Linked DNA regions of Mus musculus: all the other regions are linked to region 3. Evidence: chromatin contacts called from public promoter capture Hi-C data. All regions are on one chromosome and are shown on one strand. Each heading gives the region's core, a stretch centred on a gene start, on an enhancer-like site or on the middle of the called end of the contact. The rest is flanking DNA. Distances are from core to core; before and after follow the strand shown. Region 1 holds the start of Wfdc2 (WAP four-disulfide core domain 2). Region 2 holds the start of Sdc4 (syndecan 4). Region 3 holds the start of Ccn5 (cellular communication network factor 5). Region 4 holds the start of Matn4 (matrilin 4).

The links. Promoter capture Hi-C pulls out the DNA fragments that hold promoters and counts their contacts.
Region 1: a promoter capture Hi-C map of liver shows a contact between it and region 3, with 2.6 times the contacts expected there. The contact joins the promoter of Wfdc2 here to the promoter of Ccn5 in region 3. A contact is called at or near these places in 2 of 39 promoter capture datasets (the C10 cell line and liver).
Region 2: a contact with region 3 is called in a promoter capture Hi-C map of the 3T3-L1 cell line, with 3 times the contacts expected there. The contact joins the promoter of Sdc4 here to the promoter of Ccn5 in region 3. A contact is called at or near these places in 2 of 39 promoter capture datasets (the 3T3-L1 cell line and cranial neural crest).
Region 4: a contact with region 3 is called in a promoter capture Hi-C map of liver, with 2.1 times the contacts expected there. The contact joins the promoter of Matn4 here to the promoter of Ccn5 in region 3. A contact is called at or near these places in 2 of 39 promoter capture datasets (the HPC-7 cell line and liver), 1 of 115 datasets of contacts at active chromatin or transcription factors (pancreatic cancer cells) and 1 of 9 other capture datasets (embryonic stem cells).

The regions. Positions count from the first base shown.
Region 1 is chr2:164,561,432-164,564,634 of GRCm38.p6, reverse strand. It overlaps Wfdc2 (WAP four-disulfide core domain 2), which reads right to left and starts at 1,919. Exons shown (of 5, transcript NM_026323.2): 1 at 1,831-1,919; 2 at 1,184-1,327; 3 at 423-578. The coding sequence starts at 1,909.
Region 2 is chr2:164,441,900-164,445,068 of GRCm38.p6, reverse strand. It overlaps Sdc4 (syndecan 4), which reads left to right and starts at 1,881. Exons shown (of 5, transcript NM_011521.2): 1 at 1,881-1,979. The coding sequence starts at 1,905.
Region 3 is chr2:163,819,038-163,822,094 of GRCm38.p6, reverse strand. Ccn5 (cellular communication network factor 5) reads right to left here and starts at 1,261. Exons shown (of 5, transcript NM_016873.2): 1 at 986-1,261; 2 at 714-806. The coding sequence starts at 773.
Region 4 is chr2:164,402,904-164,406,102 of GRCm38.p6, reverse strand. Matn4 (matrilin 4) reads left to right here and starts at 1,285. Exons shown (of 11, transcript NM_013592.4): 1 at 1,285-1,612. Rbpjl (recombination signal binding protein for immunoglobulin kappa J region-like) reads right to left here and starts at 2,909. Exons shown (of 12, transcript NM_009036.1): 1 at 2,785-2,909; 2 at 1,542-1,644; 3 at 224-349. The coding sequence starts at 2,806.

The DNA of each region.
Region 1 (3,203 bases), core at 670-3,169, 740 kb before region 3:
CTATGATTCAAGCCTCCAGGCTCCTCCCGGGCTCAGGAGACCATCTGCCCTGTCCATCTGACACAAGGAAGCAATATCTTTATCCACCTGACAGCTGGATGTGCCAGTTGGCTCAACTCCATCTTTCCTGGTCCCTCTTTGTCCAGGTCCGTCCATAGCACATCCACAGCCAAAATCTGCCCTCCGTGGGCAAGTCTCATTTCCCCCTTCCACCTTCCTGTTCATAGCACCTTAGGACTCCTAAGTATAAATTGCTTCCAGTCATTCCTGGCATCTTTGAGAAAAATAATAAAGGCAAAAGAGGGGCAGGGGCTGTAGCCCCCCCAAAAGACCAGAAATTACAAACTTTGGTTTCTGTTCCCCCACCCCACCTCCTAGCCTCAGCTTTTCCCTCTTGGAAATAAGATGCTTAGATTCCACACCTCGGACACCTAAGCCTTCCCTGGTCACAGCTGGTGGCTTCGTGGAGACTTGACCTCCCGGTGGTTTAGTAGTGTGGTCAAGGCCCGCTGATTGAGTAGTAGTCCCAGTCTCTGAGAGTTTAGTATCTGTCCCTGAGAGCTCTCCTTCGCTCGGTCCTAAAGGTTGTGGAAATAAAGATACAAGAGGAAAATCCAGTGTCAAAGAAAGAAACGGAACCTCTGCCAGCCACAGGATGGCGGTGTAACTTTGTGCGAGAACATTTATTTTGGCGGCTCACTTCCACAACCTTAGGATGTGGCAAAAGATTTCTCCCTCCCTCAGGTACAAATCTTGAGTCTTGCTAGGCCAGACCGTTGAGGGCCCTGCGGGAAGAACCCCAAGGGGCAACAGGTCCCTAAGGCTCGGGTCCCGGCACTGACGCCACCCAGGGTTTGCCCTCCAACTCCAGCCTAGGAAGCCACTGCTCTCAGGTCCCGGAACAAAGTCTCGCTGTGCGTGCCCGGAAGCCCTTCATGCACCAGAGAATCGAATCCAGCCAGGAATGGGGGGGAGGGGGGCTCCTTCCCCTGGGCCGCGCCTCTGTGACGCCTTTGTCCCTCGCATTTACCCCAGGCCAGACAAGGGAGGCACGTGTGGATCGGGTTTCCACCGCTTTTCGGGCTCCCTGGATCTGGGATGCCCTTCTTCGCCAAACCCAAACCCGGGCCGCTCCCACCTCTCACAACCCCGCCCTGTCCCCGCCAGGTCACCCCGGGGCTACCATTAGGCTTGGAGCAGACAGAGCTGCAGCCCGCCTGGCAGCACTTGCGGTTGTCCGCACAGTCCTTGTCCAAAGTGCACTCCAACACACAGTCCGTAATTGGTTCAAGCTGGGGGCACTCGCCGGGTTTCTCTGCATCGGTGCCTTGGGATGGGTGGGTGGGAGCAGAGACTTGTCAGGGAGAACCGAGCCCAGTCCCACCCGCATATCCTCTCCCTGCTCCGAGATCCCCAAATTTCAACCCCAAGGATTTCGGATTCTTTGGCCCAGGGGCCCCCATAATATCATCCCAGAGAGCCTCACCCCCGAGCCAGGGGTCTCTGACACTAGAGAACTCCCCAATGCTTGGCTTCAAAGTCCCCAGTCCTCTGGGACTTGAGCCTCTGCTTGGAAGCTTCCGCCATCCCGGGAGTTTCCCGCTCCTCTTCATCAGGTCTCTGCTTTCAGAGCTGAGAGAGCCCCCGCCCTTCCAACTTTAAGCCTTCATTGATTCCCCCTCCCCCCTTCCCAGTACATTCCCCGGACCCTAAGCTTCAAGGATAACTAGCTGTAGGCCCCAGAGTTGCAAAAATTAAATATTCACTGGCCTCTCACCTTAGTCCCAGAACCCCGGCTTCTGAGACTCCGGCACTCTGGGCTGCACTCACCTGTGGCTGAGATGGGGGTGAACAGTAGCAACCCTAGTAGGAGGCCAGCGGCCAGCAAGCAGAGGCGACAGGCAGGCATGGTGCAGGTGTGACCTGCAGCCAGGATGGGGGGGATTTAAGCACTCGCGCGGGGAGGGGGGCGGGGCCGAGTGAGGGGTACAGGAGGCGGGTAGGAAGCACAGCGGGCAGCGCGGGCGCCCTGCCACCTCACGCCATTTCACAATCCCCCTGGATCAGGTGTCATTCTTGGCTCTGGTGGGAACCAGGAACCGAGACAGCTTCCAAGCCGGCTGCAGCCGGACACTTGTCCACCCCTCCCTCTCTTCCTACCTTTCTAAGGCCTGAGGGCAAGGCAGGGCAGTGAGAGCTGAAAGCTCCCTGGGATCAGTTTTAAAGAGTCTGTTGACTCCCCAGGAGTCCAAGATTAAGGAGAAAACGGCAAGGCTGCAGTGATGGAGCCAAAAGGAGGCAAAAGATGCTGGGGATTAAATGGCTGAGATTGGGGCCAGATGAACCACAGCATGCAGAGCCCTGTTCAAGGATTAGTAGAGGCTGGTGTAGTGGAGGCTACAGAAATAAGACTTATTAACAAAGGAAGCCAGCTGACAAGGAACACATCCAGGAAGGAGCAACACCCGTGCAATTTCCAGCTCTCTCGGGCATTTCTTTTGCCTTTTCTTACCCCAGTCCATTGGGGCAGGATAGAGTGTTTCACTACTATGACTAGAGAGTGATGCACAGGCTGGACCACTTCAGAGGCTTGTCCCCAACCGAAGTTCCAGGCTAAAGTTTTTGGATCTCCATTTCTTCCTCCAGGCTCTGTTTCCTCCAGATGCCTACCAAATGACACATAACAGAGAGAGTGTTATGGTGGTGACTATGCAACGCTGGCACTTCAGGATATCCTTCCCTTTATTATCAGGTAAAACTTAGCAGCGCAAACCGGGTGTCTTAGCATTTTACTGCTGTGAACAGACACCATGACTAAGGCAACTCTCATAAGGACAACATTTAATTGGGGCTGGCTTACAGGTTCAGAGGTTCAATCCATTATCATCAGGGTGGGAGCATGGCAGCATCCAGGTAGGCATGGTGCAGGAGGAACTGAGAGTTCTACATCTTCATCTGAAGGCTGCTAAGAGAAGACTAACTTCCAGAAAGCTAGGGAGAAAGGCCACCCCCACAGTGATACACTTCCTCCAACAAGGCTACCCCTCCAAATAGTACCACTCCCTGGGACAAGCATATTCAAACCACCACACTGGGCATGTGCAGGAATAGACTTTTCTCTAAGAACCTCCCTGTTTGGATTTGTATAGGCTTCCATAATAAATTCCTCACCCTTTCTAACCTTCCTTTGTTGCTTGATAGTA
Region 2 (3,169 bases), core at 632-3,131, 620 kb before region 3:
ATTATTTATGTTCTTGAGATTGTTTACACCAACCTGGCCTGGCCTAGGCTTGTTTACCAGCTACTTGGGACACTGAGGTAGGGTGGGATGAGTTTAAGGCCATCCTGGGCCAACTTAGCCAAATCCATGGAAAGACTGGAAACCATTTGAATTGCGAAACGTTTTCTTTCTATTATTTATTTACTTATTTCTTTACTTTTGAGACAGGTTCTCTCTTATTGCATAGCTCTGGTTGGCCTGGAACCTGAACTATAGAACAAGTTGTCCTCAGCCTCAGAGATCTGGCTGCCTCTCCTATAAAACCATGCCTAATAAGAAAGGATTTCTCCTTGTCATCCTCCTTCCTTTGAGACAGGGTCTCTCTACATAGCCCTGACTCATTGTGTAGACCAGGCTGGTCTTGAATTCAGAAATCTACTGGCACATGTCACCACACCCGGCTTATGAGAAAGAGTTTCTTATTCTAGTTAGAGTGATTCATTTATTTTCTCAGTGCCCAACTTTTAGGGAAGTATATTCAAATAATTGAGAACAATTGCTCACCGTTAAGTCTGGGGCAAGATAAACCCACGGTCAGTATTGGAAAACTGTTTTTCTCTCAAAGCTCTCTGCCACAAGAGACTTTAATTCTCAGAAAATAATTAAGGGCTAGAATAAGGAAAGCCAAGGAATAGAACAGGACAGAGTATGCCCTGCCTGTATTCTTATGGAGGAGGTAGTGCTGAGCTGGGACATAGTGAGTTAGGGTTAGTTTAGGCAATTCAAAGAGGAACAGGGGCGAGGGGTCATATTTACCTTGGAAAGTATGTGAATTCAGAATATCCTAAGACAGGCCAAAATGCCCTAATTCCAAAACCACATTATGTATGCACAAATGTACCCTTAGAACAATGTATCGGTATGTCAAAGATCAAAAGTTTTGATTGATGGTTCTAGCATGCCCCTCCCCCTACTTTTTTAAAGACAGGGTTTCACACTGACACCAGCTGGCTCATTTTAAACTCCGACTGTCCCCTTGCCTCAGTATCTCAAATGCCAGGATGACAGCCCTTCCCTATCACGTGTGTGTGTGTGTGTGTGTCCTTCAGTTTTTCGATTATTGATTCCATCAGTATCTGTGCTGAGGGTGGGACTAAAGAATCTTACCATTACCTACTTTGTTAGGATGGTGTTAGAAGCAACATTCTTGGATCCGGTGTAGAAGCCGCCTTGAGAAATAAGAGAGTCAATTGAGAGGACAAGTCAAAAGAGTAAGACTATTTCGTGACACGTGAGTATTACACACAATTCACACTTCAGTTGATAAATCACACTGTTTAGTGCACAGGCAGGCTCGTTCCTTTGTCTTTCCAGCTGCTTCTGCGCTGGCGCCCTGGGGTTGGAATAATTTCGACAGCAGGCCTGGAAAAACTTGAACCATTTCGTCGTTGTCGGTTCAGAGTTGCTAATCAAAAACTATCCGAATTCAAGCGCCACTTGGGGAATACTCCCTGACAAAGCGGAGCGCATCCGCTTTGAAGACTGGTAAAAACAGCAGACCCCTAGTCAATCCTACCCCGTTTATGGGCCTCAGTTTCCCCAGCTATAAATTGGGGGCTAAGCAGTGATCCTCGGATTTTAGGCAGACTGCCTCGCAGTAGATCGGTTAACTATCATGGGCTGCAGCTCCTGGAGCTACAGATTGAGGTCAGTTTGGAGCCGGCAGGCACGCTGTGGGCGGGTCCCCGGGCGGGTTGGGTCCCACCCCAGTGGTTTCCAGCTTGCCCAGCGCAGCACCCCGCAGGCCTAAGCTTTCCCGGGGGAATTCCGGGCGGTGCGGGCGAGCACTGGGGGCGGGGCAGGGCTGCTGCCTATAAGAAGGGCTGCGCGCCCGCTCCGGGCCACTGGTTTGCGCTGTTGAAGCCATGGCGCCTGCCTGCCTGCTTGCGCCGCTGCTGCTGCTGCTCCTCGGAGGCTTCCCCTTGGTCCCCGGAGAGTCGGTATGTATTTGAAGGATGTCTTGGAGGGGGGAGAATTGGGGGGTGCCTTCTTTGTCCCCTCAAATCCCGGGATCCGGAGGGAGTAGGGTGCATCGCGAACTGTGCTCCCTCCCCCCAACCCCCTCTGGACGCCGAGACAGGGAAAACTTTGTGAGGAAACTTTGCTCTTGGGTCTCGAGAAGGCTGCCGGAGACTCTTCCACGCGCCGTGCACCCCTAGCCTGTTGCTCTGAGCTCTGGACTCAGCCTGGCCTCTGGGCTCCCGGGTGGGACGTGACTAAGTTGGTGTCAACTTTTCTCCTCCCACACCCTCACCCCTACTTTGTGATCCCAGTGCTGGCGCTGCGCGCGGAGTGGCCCTCTGGGTGTCCATAGCAGGAGGCTCGAATCTGAGATGGTCTGGGGACGGGGTGGGCAGCTTGTATTCGGGAGCTGGAACACTTTAGGGCTGTGCGGAGGACCCCGTTTCACAAACCCTGGGGAATGGAGAAGACTGAATCCTGGCCTTCGTTCTGGCCACAGTCTTGGTACGACTGACTTAAGGGGCAAGATCACCTCCTTCTAAGGTCACCTGACCTATCTACAGAACATATCATGAGGTGACCCTTCCTGCTTTAGGCTGTCCAAAAAGTAGGGTTCCTTATTTTTCCAGAGCGGACTTAAAGGATAACTTTCCGATCAGCTCCAGGCTAGAGATTGAGCTTCAACTGTTTTGTGGGAAGTGTTTTGGTTGAAACCGCACACGGGGAAATTGAGGCACCCACCTGAGTGCGGAGAAGGATCTAGAGGAGAAAAGATCCCAGGGAACCTAAAGAAACCTTTCCTTTTCAGGATCAGAGTCAACAAGGATCTAGGGCCGGATCAGCTCAGTCCTAGCAGGCGTTTAGGAGGCAAGGGAATTTACAGGGCATGACAGTTCCTGGGAGAGGGTGGTCTGACCCATGAGCACGGGCCATTTGTACCGTTAGTCTAAGTTTTAGGGGGAGTGAGACTCTGGAGTTTAATCATTAATGTTCTTTTGAAAGCCACCTTTTCTCTGGGCTTATTTAGGGAATAGTTGATTATGTTCAGGAGGCTCGAGATGAGAGTGTATGCACTCTCTAGCACAATTGCAGTTAGGTACGGAACCCATTGCATGCTGGTTTCTGCTCTGATGGCTTCCTGGTGGCTTTGGAATCGAGCGTGTTTAAT
Region 3 (3,057 bases), core at 12-2,511:
GGGTTTCCTCCAGACACACCTATGTCTGCCCCAGGCTCCACCATGCAACTCTTCTATTGTTCTTTTTCTTTGCTGTGTGGCTTTGGGCACATTGCTTACCCTCTCTGAGTCTCCTTTGATCAAAACAGGACAATTTGTTATAAGACTGTTATAAATGTGCAAACGGAACTACTCACAAGCCAATTAAAAGATGCCCAATGTGAACCAAGGGACAAGGACATTTGCCACAGAGATGTCTCCTGCTCTCTCTGACCAGGGCCAGAGGTCACTGACTGCCTGAGGGCTAGCATGTTGTACCCTCATGGACTGTACTTTGCAATCAGACCCCAGCATCAACCTCTGTCCTGGTTCAGAGCTACACAGCACTCACATTTGTTTTAGTTTCTATGACACTGGAGGATCCCACTGTCCTCTTTTAGACACTCATCTAGGTCCAGGACCTATGCTATCTTCTGTGGATGCAGTTCTCCTTAGTGGTCTCCCCAGAAGCTTCATGAACATTGTACCCATTCAACTGAGGCTGAAGCTCAGAAAGGGTAGGACACTTGTCTGAGGTCACACAGCCGAACTTGCATGCCCAGAGAGGGAAGCAAGCCTGGGCACAGAGACCAGACTGTATCCAGTATAGGGTCTTTCCAAGAGTTCTAAGTTGTGACCATATATCTGTCCCACCACCCAGAATTCTGCTGTCATTCAAGACCAGGATGCCTTACCATTGAGAGAATGCAGAGGAAGGAAATGGCCAGAAGATGGATCAGTGGGTTGCCCCTCATGTCACCGTGTCCCTTGTGGAGCCAGCTTCAAACCTGGGAAGCAAGACCCGAGTCTTTTTTTATGTTCTGGAGGGAATGAGGTTCCTTCTAGGTGCATACAGAGAAAGAGAAAACGACAGACAGACAGACAGACAGACACACACACACACACACACACACACATTTATAGTCCTTACACCGGTTTCCATAGTCCCAGGAATAAGCCCAGTTACCTGAGGCCGAGGAGGCCACCAAGAAGGTGTCTGACAGTGTGTGAAGCCCAAGCCACCGCAAGTGCCAAGAGTTTAGGACAGGAGCCTGACAGGAGCCTCTCAGCTCCTCAGTTCCCAGCAAGAAAGACCTCCATCCCAAGCTACTGCCACAGCAGCTGCAGCCTCGCCAAGGCCCCTGTCCCAGCCCGGGGTCCTCTGGAGATCAGGAGCGTCTGTCAAATGCTCTGCAGATCTGACCCACGGTGTCCTGAGCCCTGAAGCTCAAGCTCTGGGCAGCCCAGACCCAGCCTGTGGTTTCTGGCAGGGAGACTGGCAGCCACCCAGAGGTGGGTGTGACCCAGAGCAGAGCTTCCCTGGCAGCCTGTCTGCTCTTGGCAACCAAGAGCCTCCCTATCCTCCTGGGCTCTGAAGGTGGCCTAGGGTGGCCAAGCCTAAGCAGACTGAGCCTACTGTGTGCTGGCACTTGCTGGTCTCTGCTGATCTGACTGAGCAAAATTGTCTTTGTTGGATTCTACCAGCTCTGAGGGGTTCTGCAGACCTGGAGACACAGCACAGACCTGGGGACCAGAGCCTGGGGCATGGGGTAGTAATGAAAAGTGTAAGGACCCCCTCCCTTGTTCAGACAAAGAGTGAGATACAACTTCTGAGGGAGATGCCAATTCTGAAAGCTAACAAGGCTCTGCGGTAGAATGTTCCAGAGGGAACAGCATGATCAAATGTCTGGAGGAGGGACCTAACATAGTAGCCTGGCATACTCAGTACAGAAGGTATCTAGTGGGCATGTGGCTTCCTGGGCACTGGACTGGGCAGGAATACGCAGAGAATAAAACACAGGATTCACATCACCAACTGTATCCATTGGGTACAGGGGATGTCCCTAAGGTCCTATCAACGAGTGTTGGGTAGAAGGACATGGGATTTAAAGATCAGGGTGTAGGGCTGGAGAGATGGCTCAGTGGTTAAGAGCACTGACTGCTCTTCCAGAGATCCCGAGTTCAATTCCTAGCAACCACATGGTGGCTCACAACCATCTGTAATGGAATCCGATGCCCTCTTCTGGTGTGTCTGAAGACTGCAACAGTGTACCCATATACATAAAATACTTAAATAAATAAATCTTTTTAAAAAAAATCAGGGTGTAGAGACATCTGCTGTGTTATATGTAGAAGCATCATCTGTCAATAAAAGGCTGATTGGCCAATGAGCTGAGGCAGGAAATAGAAGGCGGGACATCTTGGGGGGGGGGCGGTTGATTCTGGGATAAAGTCAGAAACAGGGTCTTAGGTGCTTAGAGAAGGCTGTGGCTCCCAACACCTCCACCAGTTACAGTGCAACACACCCATGAGCCCAGATCACAGGGGGCTAGCCTGGGCTACAAAGCAAGCCCCTATCTCAAAAGAAAACAAACCTGGAGGCTATATGCTCCCTCCGAGTCACATACAGACTCTGCCTACCACTGTGGGTAGAAGACAAATATCTAGCAAATAAGTCTATATGACCTGAGGGCCTGAGGGAGAAATGGCATGGCCACCTTGGGTCCTTGCTGTCTGTAGTTCCCTGCTTGATCCTTTCTATGTTTATCGAGACTAGACTATGCCACACGCAGGCATGACACCAGCGAGACTGGAAAGGCAGACCGCAGTCATTTGGTTAGGTAGCGTGGGCAGAGGTACGGCACACAGGACCTGAATCAGGCAGGTGTGGAGTGAGACGCCGCTGAGTTTTGGGGCTGGCACGCTGAAGTGGTGAATGGACGGCTGTTGGTACGCAGTCAACTCTGAGCCAGACTTGACACCCTGTCTTGGGTGCTCACCCGCTCCATGGCCGCACGGAAACTCTCTCAGACAGACCTACACAACGTCCACACTGATAATTGTCTATCTCCTGCCACTATCTCCAAGACCTGAGTTTGTGTAAGACAGTGATGTGCTCAGCTTGGCAGCCAGGCAAGGCTATGTGGCTAGCTTCCTGTTGTGAGTTACGCAAAAGCATTGGGTGCAAATTCTGAGACTGGTCCCTAAAGGGAAGGCCTTTCTTTTTGTCACTCTGACACTCCTTTCTTCCTCTGCTTC
Region 4 (3,199 bases), core at 36-2,535, 580 kb before region 3:
ATACTGGTCGGGGATGTGGGGATCTGACAGCCACTGTCAAGTTCTGCTCTAGATCCCAGTAGGCAGCTGTTGTTGGCTGGGGAACAGGACCCTGGCTGAACAATGGCTGAGGTGTCAGCCTTGAGGCCTCCAAGATGTCAAAGAAGCTAAATGGTGGTGGGTTTGGAGGGAGGCATAGGGCTGAAGGCTGTGGAGACCTGGGTCGGGGTAGGGAGCCACCTACCGCTTCTCATTTCCATAGGATTTCTGAGCCACCTTGGCATGCAGGATCCACACAGTCTGCTCACATCTTTGCTGCAGGCATGTGCGCACACCTTCTCTTAGGATGATGGCATGCTCTGGGGGTGACCTAGGAATGGGGGTTGGGCCCACGGGGCCACAGGAAGGAGAGTCAAGGGTTGAGTTGGCACAAAGCCCACCCCTGAAGCTGAGTGAGCTGAAGTTGGAGATGGGGTTGATTTATGTCCTCCAAGGGATCTGGGGGAAGAAGGACTTGGGAAATGAGCTAAATATTTGTGTTCCAAGAACCCTGCACAGACCTCACCAGGATCACCCAGGTGCTACACTGTGTGGGTGGCTTCCCGGCTGTTGTAGTCTGGGGCCAAGTGGAATAGCTGTGTTTAAAACCCTACATTTGGTTCTCAGATGGAGGTGGGCTTTGTGGAAATAGTAATTAAGCTTTCAACTCATAAGGGGAAACAGCCTTTGCCAGCTCCAGGTCCGGAGCACAACCTCAATTCGAGCAGGCACATGCACCGGTGAAAATGTGACCAAGGCTCCAAACTGCATTACCAGGATTGGGGTGGGGGGGAGGCGGCGGATCTGAGTCTTTCTGATGCCCAAACAACACCCTTGGCTTAATGCTACGGGGGTTTTCTTTTCTTTGAGTGTAGCACGGGTCAGCTCTCTGGGGTCTGTTGCTTATCAGTCCGAGAGTTTGACAAATGAGGATGGGTTCTCTCAAAGCCTGCGCAATTAAAAGGAGCACATGAAAAAGAGTCTGTGGTGAGTCTTTATTTGGGAAATGAGCAAGTTGGGCCCTGAAGAGAGCTGGGAACTCCAAGGCTGTCCTTTTGAGTCCTTTTACCTTTACGGCAGGACCAAGTCTCGGCCTTTCATCACTCCAGGAAGGGACAGAGGAGGGCAAGAGTCGGGCGCGTCCTTGGAAGCCCAGGCAGGCCAGGCAGGCGGCGGTCAGGACCGCTCCGCCTCTTGGGGCTCTCCTCTGGGAAGTGTCTCGTGTAGGATTCCAGAGCATTCCGGCTGCCCGGAGTGTCGCCGCCCGACTCCAGCTGTAGCCCAATTCCGGCCCGCAGCTCGCGCCTGCAGCTCCCAGAGCAGCAGGAAAAAGGGGCGCCGTGCTTGCTGGGGCCCGAGTGTTGAGAGGAAGGGGGAGAACGCTCCTGCCAGTGGGAGGGGTCGCAGCCCGCGCTCCCCCTCCCCACCCTCCCGCTCCAGGTTAAATGCAGCTGCCGCTTGGGCTCGCCCTGGCTGTCTGGCATTCCCCACTTAGGGCAACCTGCCCACGCCGCCGCCGTTACCTGGTCCAACTCCCCAGGAGGCTGGGCCCGTCGCTCTGTAGCCGCACCTCTGAGCTGTCCGGCAGGCTCAGGTGAGTCAAAGGGCCCGGGGGCAACGAGGGGTCTGCAGGGAAGCCAGCGTAAAACCCGTAGGGGGACAAGTCTTAACAGCCTACGTGTCCACGTCTAACCTGCAGTACCTTTTCCGATCCCCCTCTGGCAAGGCCAACAAAATGCAGGTCCTCCTTCCCTAATCTCCCTCCACGCCTGGCACCTTCCCAAAGTGTCCTTTCCGGATTAGCTCTTGAACTCAGACCTCTTTGGAGCGCACTTTCCTTGGGAATGCACTTTCCCTATCCTAAGGGCGTCCGAGAAATTTCCTCTTCAATGCAAGGATCCTTATCAGGAGACCTGGGCTCACTCTAATGGGCCACTACTTCAAAGCAAGCCTTTGAACGATGATGACTCTCTTTGCCCTCCCTAGACCGCCCCCCCCCCCCCCGTGGAACAGCGGATTTGGAAAGCTGAAATTGAGAGGGCAGCTGTTTTGACTTTCTAAGAGTCCTGAGGTGCAAGCGACATCAAGTGCGTGTTGACTTAAGCCAAGAGGAGCTTAAGGGAGCCCTTAGTCAAGAGCCAACCCTGAGTTTCAAAGGCCCGGTGGAGCTATACTCAGATGTTTGCCCTGGGGTGCTGGCTCCGCTCTGGCCCACTCTAGAAAAGGCTTGCCTTTCCTCCTACCTCCACCATCAAGCCACTGGCACATCTAGCTAGCTTGTCACCTTACCACCACAGACCCTGCCAGAAGGATTTTTGTTCTTCTACCCTCGCTGGAAAGCCAGAAGGGAGAAGAATCTCGGATAGGAAGCTGGTCTGGAGTCAGAGCCACGCACCGGCCTTGCTCAGAATGGGCTCATTCAAGGAACTGGGGGGTTGAGGGAGGGGCAGCCGTGGGTTAAGGGGCGATGGCCTGCTCTGCCAAGAAACCACAGAAAAATGGATAGAGCAGGCTCAGTGTGCCGTGTGGGGGTGGGGTGGGGAACGGAAGAAAGGCTTAGTGATTCTTAGGTGCAAGGGAACCAGGCTTCTCTGGAGGAAGAGACAGGGGTGGGGTGTAGGGGGGTGAGAGCTAGGTTTAGTTCTGTGCCTGGAGCCCAGCTGGGTAGTCTTATTGGGCAGCACATTTTCCATCCGTACAGTGTGTGTGTTCCCTTAGTGGTTCTCAAGGGACCTAGTTAGGCTACACAGGAAGGAGAGGGCTCACCTGTTGTCTCCCTGGGGTCCATGGCTGCTCATCGAGGCCCAGGCCGCTCTCTTGCTGCCCTCTGGGCACATCTACCGCCACTGACTTCGATACCGTTCACACATCTAAGCCCCGATCCGATCCTCACACTGGATTTATCCTGTCCAAGCCTTATCTTCAAGGTCCCGGGACTCCCAGCGGCCTGTTTGCTCTGGGCAGGGACACCTGCTGGGCAGATGTAGGCTTCCCACGGCAGTAGAAGCCAGACCCAGCAGGCGCCCCCTGGCGGCCTCTCCTAAGAGCAGGCGAGAAACAGACACCGAGGCGTGTCTTGTGCAGGACTCCACTCTCTGGCCTACCACTAAGAACCCAGACCCCAAGAGCTGCTCTTTGGCGTGTGGCACGGGTTTGGGGGAATATGGGGAATGATTTCTGT